Regions from separate parts of the Bos taurus genome. Here region 1 is linked to region 2. The links are chromatin contacts, called in public Hi-C maps. All regions are on one chromosome and are shown on one strand. Each heading gives the region's core, a stretch centred on a gene start, on an enhancer-like site or on the middle of the called end of the contact. The rest is flanking DNA. Distances are from core to core; before and after follow the strand shown.

Region 1 (5,836 bases), core at 2,490-4,989, 340 kb before region 2:
CTGCCAGGAGGAGTGGGAAATCAAGGCTTAGGGAAATTAAGTGACTTACCCAAGGTCACAGAGCTGTAGTTGTATAATTGGAAAAGCTGCCCTGGTGATAATTATGGACCAAGTTCGTCATAATGCCAGGTTACACAATTCCTGCTTGGGTCAGGAAGGCGATGATGGTCCTGGGCACACTTTCAAGGAAGGAGCTGGGCACGGCTCTGCCTCTTTGTACCCCTAGAGTTCAGCCAAGCACCTGCCCACAGGCATCCCACAAATGTTTTCTGAACAGAACTCAATAGTCCTAATGGCTCAGGGCTACAGAGCATCAGGGAAGGTGCCTGGGTCCCAGCAGTGGGCAGAGCTCAGCACACTCCACACCTCTCCCACAGTGACAGCCGGCATCACAGTGACCCTGTCCCCTGTCCTCTATGCAGAGCCTCATGCGTTGGACACCATGGCCATCCCACATCAGGGGCCCGCCTGCTTCTGCAATCTAACCAGCTGCATGGCACTTGAAGGAGCTGGGGGCCCCTCAAGTGCAATCATGTTTTCCCCCTCTGTTCAGAACTTCCCATTTATTTTTAACACATACTTGACAATGGTTCAGTAAGGACCCACTGGGCCCCTGGTATGTATTGGACCACTCTGTCTTCAAGCAAGGGGCTCAGATTTTTCTGTTTGGCCCAATTCCTTCAGATGAGGGCTTCTAGCCTGACTTATAAGTGATTTCATAAAAATCACTATTGACAAAGCAACAGATTTTAAATTTATACACATGAAGAGCTAACTTTTTTTTTGTTTAATAAATATTTATCAAGGGCTGGCTAAGTAGAACACAGAAAGGTATAAAAAGAGCAATGGGCACCTGTTCTTATGGAGAAAAGGGAGCAACATCAATGGCTCCACTTCCTACTCTCTCAGAGGTCCTTGTTCATCTCCATCTATGGCTGACAAAAACCGCTTACCATAACTCACACTTCCCAAGAGCCAACTTGGTGCCAAGCACAGTTAATCCTCATGGCTCCCCCAAGGGACAGGTGTCGTCACCTCTCTTTACAGAGGAGGGAAGACGGGCTCAGAGGGTCGGTCATGTGGCCACGGTGCCAGTGTGTCTGGCTCCGGAGCCCGGGGTGCCATTGAATGACATTATATGACTCGGGCTGGGGGATGCTGTGAAAGTAAAAGATGCCCCCGAGGCCCTGGAGGACGCAACCCAGGCCAGGGTGGGGGTCCCCCGGGTGCTGAGGATGAGGCTCATAGGGGCAGAGGGTGAGGGGCCAGAGCCGCGGGGAGGGCTGTGGGGAGGGGCGGGCTGGAGCTAGCTCTGGAAGCTGGACTGGGTGGGCCTGGGGGGCACCCAGAACTGGGGAGGCTGGTCAGGAGTGGCCTCGGGAGCCACACCCAGCCAGGGGCGCTGAGGGGTCTGGAGGCCGGTGCGGGGAGGGCTACAGCCAGATCAGCACGAGCTCCCGGCCCAATCACGCGGGAAAGCCCTGGGGAACCTGACCCTGGGGTGAGATTAAAGGTGATTCCAAACCGGTCTCCAGCCACCAAGGTCGGCAGAGCCGCCGGGGCTCTCCTGCTCCGCCCGCTCTATCTGAACAAGAGAAGCCGCTTGGCTCCCGGACCCGCCTGCCCTGGCGTCCTCATGCAGGGAAACAGGCTTTGGTTATTCAGACGTGACTTACTGGCACGGAGAGGCTGTTGGCGTGGAAAAACGAACAGGCTGACCTGGCCAGGGAAGAGCAGGTGACAGAGAAAGCCAACAAAAGATGAGCTCAGCGTGCCACTCCGAACCAGGAGGAGGCCCTCGGGAAGGGGCCGAGAGAAGGAGGGTTGAGCAGAGGCCAGTAGGGCACCTCCAGGGGCCCTGGAGGGAGCCAGGCGCCCTTCCTGGGGAGCTTCCCTAGGCCTCACAAGCCTGCACAGGGCGTCACGCTTTCCATCTCACCCCGGGGGGACACCGAGGCTCACAGGGGTCAAAGGAATGGCCCCCCGCGAGCTCAGGAGGGCCAAAGCTGGGGCTCAGAGAATGACAGTACCCTGCCTGAGGCTGCAGTGCCTCTCTGCCTGCCTTCGCCCTCTCTGAAACTTCACGCGGGGGGCGACAATGCCACCCAGAACCGCAGGGCCCCCAAGGCTGGGCGGAACTCTGCCCTGGCCCCTCTCCCAACCCATGGCGCCGAGACCCCTCCTCTCAGGAAAATTATCCTAGTTGTGGAGTGCAAAGGGACAGCGAAAGCAGGGGGAGAGAGACAGGCAAAGAAATCCAAATCGGATAGGACGGCTAAGTTGAAATGGGACATATCTCCTAGGGTTTAAGTGGCCTGGAAGCTGCTCTTGCAAATGACGACCACCACGTACCATTCCTTATATTTATATTTGCAGTGTATCCTTCCCTCCTTTCATTCCCGGTAAGCACCTCACACGCCCCACTGCTGACAAAGCACACAGGCTGCAGGGCTGACATGTCCTGCCCCACGGCTACAGCTCCGCTGCGTTTCTGCAGTTACCATAAACCAAGAAGCAGAAGCCTTCTCTTTTTATGACTGTGATTCAGGCCCGAAGGAGGCCTAACCTCCACTCAGCAAACCAGAACCTCAAAATCATTTATTTTTTGTTGACGGGGCTTCTCACAAAATATCCCCAAACAAGCTCTCTTTATAGAGCACTTTCCTTTCTTTTGAAAAGAATCGCTAAACAAGACTGGATGTCATCTGGAACAGCCGCTCCTAAAAAGGGGGGGCATTTTGGAACCAAATGCCACATGCTCATGCTGGATTTTGCCATTCTGCCTGCGTTTCCTGCTCGGAGCCTCTGTAGCATAACAGAGAAGCTTCAGACAGTGATGCTGCTCCCGGCCGCGCAAACTCCAGTCCGCATCTTCCAGGCAGCCCTGTCACAAATAATTCCTGTCCACTACGCCCCTATCTCACTGAATACAACCACATTGTGCAGCTGGAAATGGGAAACCTGATTCAGACCACAGAGGAAGGTACAAAAACATTGAGCTCAACACAATGCTGTCTTTCTTGCGTGTGCTGCTGGTGATGGTAGAGCATCAGATCTCAAACCTACTAGTGGGTGAAACATTCAAGACCCGTTTTGGAAGGAAACGCATTATTAAAATAGCATTCAAGCATCCCCAAACAGTCAAACCCACCCAGTCCTTCCCGAGCTGCGCCAGTTTCGTGTGCAGTGTTCCTAACCAAAATCCGTCTAGCCCAAGCACGCAATTTAAAAAGGAAGCACGATCTCCGCAGAAAATGGTGCATGTTGACAAAGCGTGACTTGTCCCACATGGGCAGGAATCAAATGAAAACCAGCCTGATGGCAACCCAGCCTCCTTTAGTCTGCAAGATTAGCCGGAGGGAAAAGAAAGAGGCCGGCATGAGGGCAGGGGGGGCGCGGGCAATGGAGGACGGGGGCCAGAAGGCTGTCCGTGCCCTGTGAGATTCTGGTAAACAGCAGCCTGTAATGGCCACTGTGAGAAGGAAAACAGACATGGAGGGAAACGTGTTTACAACTGCGGCGGTGGGCGGGAGGCCGAGCGGAGGGAGGGAGGGAGGGATTCCCCGGCTCCGCGCGCCGCTCGCTCGGCTTCGCAGAGGCCCCAGGGCTGGGTTACGCTTCGGTGCCCGCACTCCCGTTTTATGGCGGGGGGTGGCGGGGGGCGCACATCTTGTTTATGGGGAAGGTTACTCCTCCTCCGCTCTGCTGATCGCTGCCCCAATACTCCCGCCGCATCCTTGCGGGATGCGCGCTTGACTGACGGCCGTGCCGGCCAGTCGCCGCCCGGGCCCCTGGTTCGGTGGACTTTCCCAGCGAGCCGATTGGGCGGCGGGGAGGGCGGGTCCTCGTGATTGGCGTGCCACTCGGAGTAGAAAGTAGTAAACAACCTCGGTGCGCCGCGGCGGGGAGGGCGCGGGATGCCCGCTGCCCTGGTCCTCGCCCCGAGCCCGGGCGGCCCCGAGACAAAAGGAACCAGCGGCGGCAAGACGGCCGAGGGCCCCCCAGAAAAGCAGACATGAGTGGGCGCCCTTTAGATCCCCTGGGCGAGAACTGCTGACTTGCAGCTTCCCATCATTTTTGTTCCGTGGAAAAACCAAAAAGGTTTTGTTTCTACAATTCTCGCTCTCCTTTTTCTTCGTACAACTTAAAAACTCCCAAAAGGGAACGGGCGAGGGCCGATTCACTTGACTCTCCCTCTCCCCGCTCCCTCCACAGTGTATACTTTTGTCTCTGCAGAAGTGATTTTAAACCCTGGTACTAAAAATTGTTTGCTTACATAATGTGCCCTTCACAGAGGTGAATTAGACGCCTTGTTAGACCTTTTCATCACAAGTTTTTGGAGCTGTGATCTCACTCAGGGCTGACCCTGTTTGGAAACATACATATAAAAAGAAACTGAGATGATGTTGTATTAAGCTCCTTTGACAAGAAATAAACAGTTAACTTGCATTTTCCATAGAGGGGGTAGTTCACCCAGGATATTGCACGCATGCCAAGGTAACTCCTGATCTAGTTTGACTTGAATCACAATCCACTCCTCCTCCTGGCCTCACCATCCTTCTGGGACCTCAGCAAGAAAATTGGCAGCTTCCACCATGGAGGAGCTGCTCCCCCAAGCCCGGCAGCTCCTGGGGCTGCTTCCAGGAGGGGCACAATCAACAGAGAGGTCTCCAGACACTACCTTCCTGGGAGAGTCCACAGAGAGGCCTCCGGCGCTGATGGAGAAGGGAAGGGGGGTGGGGCTGGACACAGGCGGGATCTCCAAGGACACCTGGTTGCCTGCTGACTCTACACTCTCATGGTTAGCCATGTTGCCACCCGTGGCCAGACAGCCAGATTGCTGGAGAGCTTTAAAAATAAAGATACAAAGGGCTCCTTGCAGGATGCAACTTAAGAGTGAACCTGGGGGTCCTCTGTATCACCCCACCCCCCACCCCCCAGCTCCACGGACTGCCAGCCTCTGTTGTCCGCCTGCTCCAATAGCGCCTCGCCCCCACTGCCTGCGGCGTGGAGTTAGTGCCCTTGTCCCTTCCACCCTAGACCCAGCCCCCAGGTCTGCAGCCTCCTTCCTTCCAGCCAACCTCCCTTGGGGCACTCGGTTCCGGTCGCAGGCTCCAGTGCCCGCCGTACACACCCTTCACGCCCTTCACTCAGTCTGCTCCTTCTGCCTTCTGCGCTATCCCCTGCCAGCCCGGGAGAGGCCGCTGTTCTCCACCACTTCCCGCCCCTGCAGCCCGCGCCTCTCGGTACCCCTGATGGCCAGGCCAATACTGCGTGCAGACTCGGATCGCAGCTCTGGCCGCCTCGGGAGACACTGAACTTCCCGAGGGCAAAAGTGGTGTCGGCTTCTGATGTGTCAACGGAGATGTAGGCATGCGGTAAGCATGCTCTGGACTTGCGCACCTCTGCAGGCGGTCCTCAGCCTCTCCCCGCCCCCAGCTCACTCAGAGGGTGCTCTCCGAGCTGGCTTCTGGCTGACACGTACCCCCATCCCCCCGACCCCCAGGTGGAGGCCCTGGCAATTCTGCCCCTCTGTGGTTCCCTGCATACACGCAGCTGTTCCTGCCGTCTCCTCTGCCACTCAGGCCCCTTTCTGCCCTCCCGAGAAGAGGAAAATTCTTCTTCAGCCTAAAAAATGCTCCCTACCTTGAGCAGACCTTTCACCAGCTCCTGCCACCCCTTCCCCCAGAGCATCTCTGCCTGGCCGGGACACAATGACAGTCCGACAGCTGGCGTGGTGTACGCAAGAACCAAGAACTGAAAGGCAAATCCACAAAGTGCTTTCCTCCCCCACCAGGTGTCCACAGACCGGTCCATTCTGGTCTCCAGACCCGAC
Region 2 (6,584 bases), core at 347-2,846:
TGACCTCGGCTGGTGGAGGTAAGATGAAATGGAGCCAGCCTGTCTCACAGCCTGGCCACGTTTAGTCAGTGTCCACACTGCCTCCTCTGAGGTCTTTCTGCCAGGGTGGTAACAGCTATTGAAGAGGCCCCCCCATGAGGCTATGCTTCTCTGCTCTCCACCTCTGCTGCTGTGTCTCACAAGCTCCTGGAGGGGAAGCTCAGTCATCAGCCATTAGCCATGACCTGTGCTCTTCTTCCAGTCGCCTGTCCACTCTTGAAATCTAGTCTGCATCAGTCAGTTCGGGACAGGTCCCGCCTGGGTAACAAACAGTCCCCAAACCTCAGGGGCACAAAAGAAAAAGGATTTATCTCCCAATCGTGCTCATCTGCACTGTTGGCGTCTGGGGGCTCTGCCCCACATCAGTCAGCCTCACTCCAGGACACAGGTCAGCAGAGGAGCTGCAGCTGATGCTGCCAGCTGCATGACTGAGGCGAAGAGCTTGGCTCGAGGTTTGCTGGCTCTTAAAGCTCCTGCCTAGAAGTGACACGCTTCATCTTCACTCATGTTTTATCAGCAAAAACAAGTTACATAGCTAACCCCGTGTCACAAGGCAAGTCATGGGGCCAACTCCAATCCTATCATCACCTCAGAAGGAATGAAGAGCACTATGCGCCAGCCCAGAGCCTCCTGCAAGTCCTGTCAAGCGCCATCCGGGCCAGCAGAGATGGGGCAGAGCCCAGAAATGGAGTGAATGTTTAGGGTCAAAAAAGAACCAAGGAGAAAGTCATGCCTGCAGGAGGTGATGATGGGGTCCTGCGGGTCGCTGAGAGGAGGGGTCTGAGAGCCGTGGCTTGGGCAAGTGGGTGGGGATGAAAGAACGCGTTATGAATCCAGGCGGGATAAGAGATGAATGAGGACATTCTCATTATCACACTCTTGGCGCTTTTCTGGATTTCCAACAATGGGGCTTTCATTGTTGGTTTAGTGGATTCAGCTTGGAACCTCGAGGCAGGACTTCTGTTTGCGGAGAGCTTGGTAAACCTCTTGGGCTCAGAGAGGAAACAGTGGCTTTTCTGCAGGACTCCATGCACCACCCTCTCCAGCCCTTCCAGACATGCCGGAGCCCTCGGGGGTGTCCACCTCCTTTTCCCTTAGGAACAAGTCCTAATGCGTCCTTGAGGTACTTGTATGGGTCCCTTTATTTAAAAAATAGTATGAAACTTCCAAATACCCAAAAGTAGAGAGACTAGCACAGGGAACCCCCTACACACATTCTGTGAGTGTAATTGCAGTTATTGTAACAGGATCACCATGCTAAACCCCAGGGAAGCCTGGGCTCATCCAGTCTGCACAGTAGGCTGCGTTATTTGTTCCATTTTACAGATGAGGAAGTGGAGACTCAGAGACTTGGTCCAGGACACCAGCTGGTGAGGACAGAGCTGATGCCCCGCCCTTTGTGGCAGGGCGATGGGAACCTCAGGGGTGATGGGGGCTTGAGTGGAGGCCATGGTGGGGAAGGAGGCATATCGTTCTTAGCCCAGGGCAGGGCGCTATGTGAGCTTGGCTCCCCTGCCAGCCTGCTTTGTTCTGGGCTGCTCAGTTATCAGGGGCTGGAAGAGGAGGCAAAATATGAAAGATCAAAAGGGCCCTTATTCCCCGAGAAGGCATCACCATGAACTGGAGTAGTGTGGGCCCTTGGACAACCATTCAGCCATCTACTCTTTTGTTCATTCACCCAGGAACTGTTTACTGAGCGCTCCCTCTGTGCCAGGGAACACAAAGATGAGGGAGTCAGCCTGGAATCATGCCTCCCAGAGGAGAATCCTCCCTATCTAGCTGGTTAACTGATCTCAAATGATGTCATTGGAGCCTCAGTTTCCTCACCTGTGAAATGGGGCATGTTAACAGTTCCTATAGAGGGAAACCGCATGAAGATTAATGAGTTCATGCACATGGATGACTGGGACCTGTTAGCATCTTCCTTGCCCATGGACGGGGTAACTTTGAAAATATTGAATAACCCAGAAGGCACAGGTACCAACCAATCAGAGGGGACATCTGACCGATCAGAGCTGGGTTGGCCACTGGACTATTGTGTTTTCATTAGTCAATGTTTGGGGAGCCCCAGTGGCTGGTTGCCATGATCTAACGAGTGACGATTGCCCAGAGTTGGCTGGCCTCTTGACCCCTGCTGGCTGAGGCCCACCTCTGTACTCTTGGTCACCAGGGGCTTAGAAGCACATGTGGATGGACCCCATGCCTAACTACCACACCCCTCCCCCCAATGCCCCCACTCTTGTAAATGTAGGGCCAAGAATATTTGGAGAGTAACAAAAGAATATAGAATAACCAGATCCTCATCTTGTGCCCAATGCCTGTGTCTTTTGCTTCTGTGGGTGCCTAGAGGAGATGGGAGAACACCTTGCTCCTTTCTTCTTGGGGTCATGAGCCCTTGTCTTGCCTTCAGATTCCCACCGGAGAAAGAGTCAGTCCCAGTGTACCTGCTGGAAAGGTGGACGTGTAACCAAGAGTTTCCCCTGGCTGCTGTTAGGAACCCACCTGCAATAAATTAATTTGTTCTGCACTAGTTACAGACATATTATAAAGCTTCATTTCTTAAAGAGGCAGCAAAAGTCTTTTAATATTAATGAAGATGACTCTGGAAAAAAAAAAAAGTCTCTAGAAAGGTTTTTTTCTTCCAGAACGTTAGGCTATCCACATTTCCTTACCCGGTGAAGACCCTCTGTTCTCCTACTTGGTTAAAAACAAATTTGTTCCCATGTTTGTGAGGTTATGTGTTTAGATCACATGCAAGAAACCAGACAAAGGCTGGAATTGGAATTGAGATTGGACTGGGGAGCAAAAAAATCTGCCAGCTCTGTTTGGAGAAACCCACATGGAAAGATAAATTGCAGTGAGAAACTCTGACAGTCATGTGAAGTATTAATGCATCATCGTGAAGTATTTTAAAGCACATTTCTCAAAAGCATTTCTCCCATTCTGCTACCAGAAAATGGAGACATTCACGTAGGGGGATCGGGGTCGTATGGAGTGGTGCGGGGTGGAGGGTGGGGTAAGCCATCTCTCCCCCTAAGAAGCTCACCGGCTTTTAGAAATGCTAATGAAGTATGTGACACATGACTCTCTGAAGATGCTTTTATTACACCTACGGTACAGATAAGAGACTGAATCATCAAAAAAAATTTCAGTGATCTGCCTGGTGTCAGCTGAGAAGTCACTGGTAACAGCTTGAAGGATCCCACTGCTTTACTGATGTGAAATTATGGTCACCCCAGGCCAAGGGTAACAGGCAAGAAGGGGAGAAGGTAGCTTCCTAATCTCCAACCTTTCTCCATCATCGGCAGGGCAGGGAAGCAGTGGGAAGGCCTCCACCCCTGCGCCCGAACCCAAGCCCACCTGCTGTTGGCTGCCTACCAGTGGGAGGGACGGGGACACATTCCCAATTCCCATCCACATTCCCGTCCCACGCGGATGGCAGGCAGCATAGCTCCCGGGCTGCAGTGGGGACTGCTTCCTCCAAGTGGCCTCAGATGCCTACGCCTCCCAAGTATTGGCCCTGAGAGGCTTGTGGAGCTGGTGGGGACACCGGGCTGATTTGCACTGTCCCCCTTTCCAGTTCAGACCCCTTGTTGAGGCCAGGAGCCCGGACGAGCCGCTTTCCCTAAAGACTGCCAAGTGTTTACAGCCACATCACTCATATTGAACTCAGACGAAGACAGAGACCACAGTCTGGGTGACCTGGACACGGCGGTGGACCTGAAGATATTGCCATTTCAAAAATGGGAGTGATTTCATGTTTTCAGGAGGTGGAGGCCTAAGTGGATCTTTGGGAAGGTGTTACTTAGGTTCTGGAAAAGCCATTTAAACAAGCACTCAAACATTTAGGGATACAAATATCTGAGCATCTGCCCCGTGGAAGAGCAGGGTCTTGAGAACAGGAGATGCAAACCACAGATGCAACCCATCGTATGATGGATGGGTTGGCCTTGCCCAGTGTTTTACATGAGTTCACATTTTAAAAGCTGAATCTCCTATTAAAAAAACGGAAAAGCTAACGTCACTGCCCCTTCATTCTTGTGGGGTCCCAGCCACCTCTTTGAATGGGGGATGCCCTCTTCCATGCTCCTCTGCCCCCATGGCACCCACATTACCCACGGCCCCGCACAGAGGGCTTCCCTTGTGGCTCAGCTGGTAAAGAATCTGCCTGCAATGTGTGAGACCTAGGTTCAATCCCTGGGTTGGGAAGATCCCCTGGAGAAGGGAAAGGCTACCCACTCCAGTATTCTGGCCTGCAGAATTCCATGGACTGTATAATCGGTGAGGTTGCAAAGAGTCGGACATGACTGAGCAACCTTCACTTTCCCTTTCACCCAGCACAGAAACTGAGCATCAACTATCACTTACCACTTCATTTGCATCACTGCTTTTATTACAGCTGTGTGCTGTGCTTAGTCGCTCAGTCGTGTCCGACTCTTTGCGACCCCATGGACTGTAGCCCACCAGGCTCCACTGTCCATGGGATTCTCCAGGCAAGAATACTGGAGTGGGTTGCCATTCCCTCCTCCAGGGGATCTTCCCAACCCAGGGATCGAACCTGGGTCTCCCACACTGCAGGCAGATTCTTTACAGTCTGAGCCACCAGGGAAGCCCAAGATTACTGGAGTGGGTAGCCTTTCCTACTCTAGGGGAACTTCCTGACCTGGAAATCGAACCGTGGTCTCCTGCACTGCAAGCGGATTCTTTACCAGCTGAGCTACCTTTTCTCAGTACCTGGGCCTCTATCAGACAAGAAAAAAAAGAGCTAAACATGTTGATGCTGCCACCCCTCCTTGGAGACATTTGAGTTTGCATACAGAGAGTTGCCCTTCTGAAGGCCTGATGCCAGCGAGGTTTCCTTTGGATAATATTTTTCCTAAGGAAGGATCTGGGCCACCTGCGGCATCCAACTGCTGTTTGTTTTTTAAAAAAATGTTAATATTAAAGCTAATATTTATTGAGCACTTACTCTGTGCCTGGCGATTTTCCAAGCTCTTTACATGAATGAACTTACATAATTCTCTCAAGAATATGTAGTAAATACAATCATTACTATTTTATAGATGAAGAAACAGAAGCATAGAGAGCTTGAGCAAATACCCCCACATCTCTCAGTGAGAAGGCAGCAGAGCCAGGGTCAAACATGAGCCGGCAGGTCTCGGGGGCAGTGCAGTAACCACGGTGCTACCCTGCCTGTGTGTGCTCCGAGTGTCTTCCCTGGAGCAGTCTTCACAGGTTGGTTTGTTAGGGTTGGCTGGACCGTGCCACAGCAAGAACCCTCAAATCTCAGTAGCTTAAAGCAACAAGAGTTTATTTCTTGCTTATGCTACATGATTACTGAGGGTCAGCTGACGTGTCACAGTCGTCTAGACAGACAGGGCTGACCCGTCTGGAGCACTTCCAGTTGCCATGGCAGAGGGGAAAGAGCACCGCAGTTGTGCCTCAGCTCACAAAAGACCTTCTCTAGGAAGTGGACTTTATCACTTCTGCTCACATTTTATTGGCCAAAGCAAGGCCATTTCCAAGGGACCTGGGGAGTGCAATTCTCACACACAGAGAGAGGGACCGGTGGCCTCCCCAGTCTGCAGGGGAGACACCCGTGAGCTGCCGCAGGGCCCCGGAGGACAGAGCCTGGCACAGAGTTAGGACGAGGGCTCTGCCAGCCCTGCCTCGGCTCCTGCCCCTGGATGGCTCTGATGGCTTCGGGAACCCTGGGAGGCCCACCCATCAGACAACTGGGGCGGAAAGGTGCGCGCTCCTCTCCCCAGGGCCTTTGCGTAGCTGTTCCCTCTGCCCGACCTGTCTTCCCCACCTCACCCCACCCCTACACCCGCCCAGGGCCTGTACACCCTCTGTCTCAACAGGCGGGTTAGCTCCACTGGGAAGCCTCCCTCACACCCGCGACTGGATTAGGCCCTCTTGTTATTCTCCTCCATGGCACCCCATGGTTCTGCTTTTCAGCACTCGCTAAGGATTATCACTGCGTGGTGATTTGTGTGGTAATGTGATTTGTGCTTGTCTTCTGTAAAAGCATGGGAGTGCCCTGAGGGCTGGCTCTAAGCCTGTCTCTCCCACCTTTGTGCCCCCAGTACCCCCTTTGGCCCAGGACGGGGTACATTCCCAAGTCTCCCCTTCATACCAACTGAATGCATGACTGGGATATGCCCTGGGATGGGTACAGCTGGACAGTGGGGCTGTGAGCCGACAGGAGGGTCCCCTTTGAGAACTAGATTAGGGGGGATTTCCAGGGGTTCTGAGGTCCTGTAGTTGAGGACAAGTCAAGACAGGAAAGAATCCACGGAAAGGCAAGCGCTGTCATTTTAGGGTCCCCCAGAAACAGAGCATGAGCCAAGGATCAGAAGCAGGTAGTGCAAGTAAGAGGGGATTCCTGGGACCCTCGCAGGGATGGGAGGGTGGGGAAGTGAGGCAAGAATGGGACCAGCCAGTGCATCATCAAGTTCTACTGTGGAGCGCTCTGTGCTGCATGCTAGTTGCTCAGTCATGTCTGACTCTGCAACGCTTTGGACTGTAGCCCTCCAGGCTCC

The links. A called contact is a pair of places that touch in the nucleus more often than the background predicts.
Region 1: a Hi-C map of an unstated tissue shows a contact between it and region 2, with 2.4 times the contacts expected there. The contact joins two enhancer-like sites. A contact is called at or near these places in 2 of 11 Hi-C or Micro-C datasets (skeletal muscle and an unstated tissue).

Annotation. Positions count from the first base shown.
Region 1 is chr21:7,982,519-7,988,354 of ARS-UCD2.0, reverse strand. The region is part of intron 2 of IGF1R (insulin like growth factor 1 receptor); the gene reads right to left. Among named protein-coding and RNA genes, the nearest start is that of PGPEP1L, 180 kb to the left of the region's middle. Within about 2 kb of position 3,739, at least 89 of the 102 cell types and tissues checked have an H3K27ac peak or open chromatin away from gene starts, as enhancers often do.
Region 2 is chr21:7,638,818-7,645,401 of ARS-UCD2.0, reverse strand. No RefSeq gene overlaps it. Among named protein-coding and RNA genes, the nearest start is that of SYNM, 36 kb to the right of the region's middle. Within about 2 kb of position 1,596, at least 12 of the 102 cell types and tissues checked have an H3K27ac peak or open chromatin away from gene starts, as enhancers often do.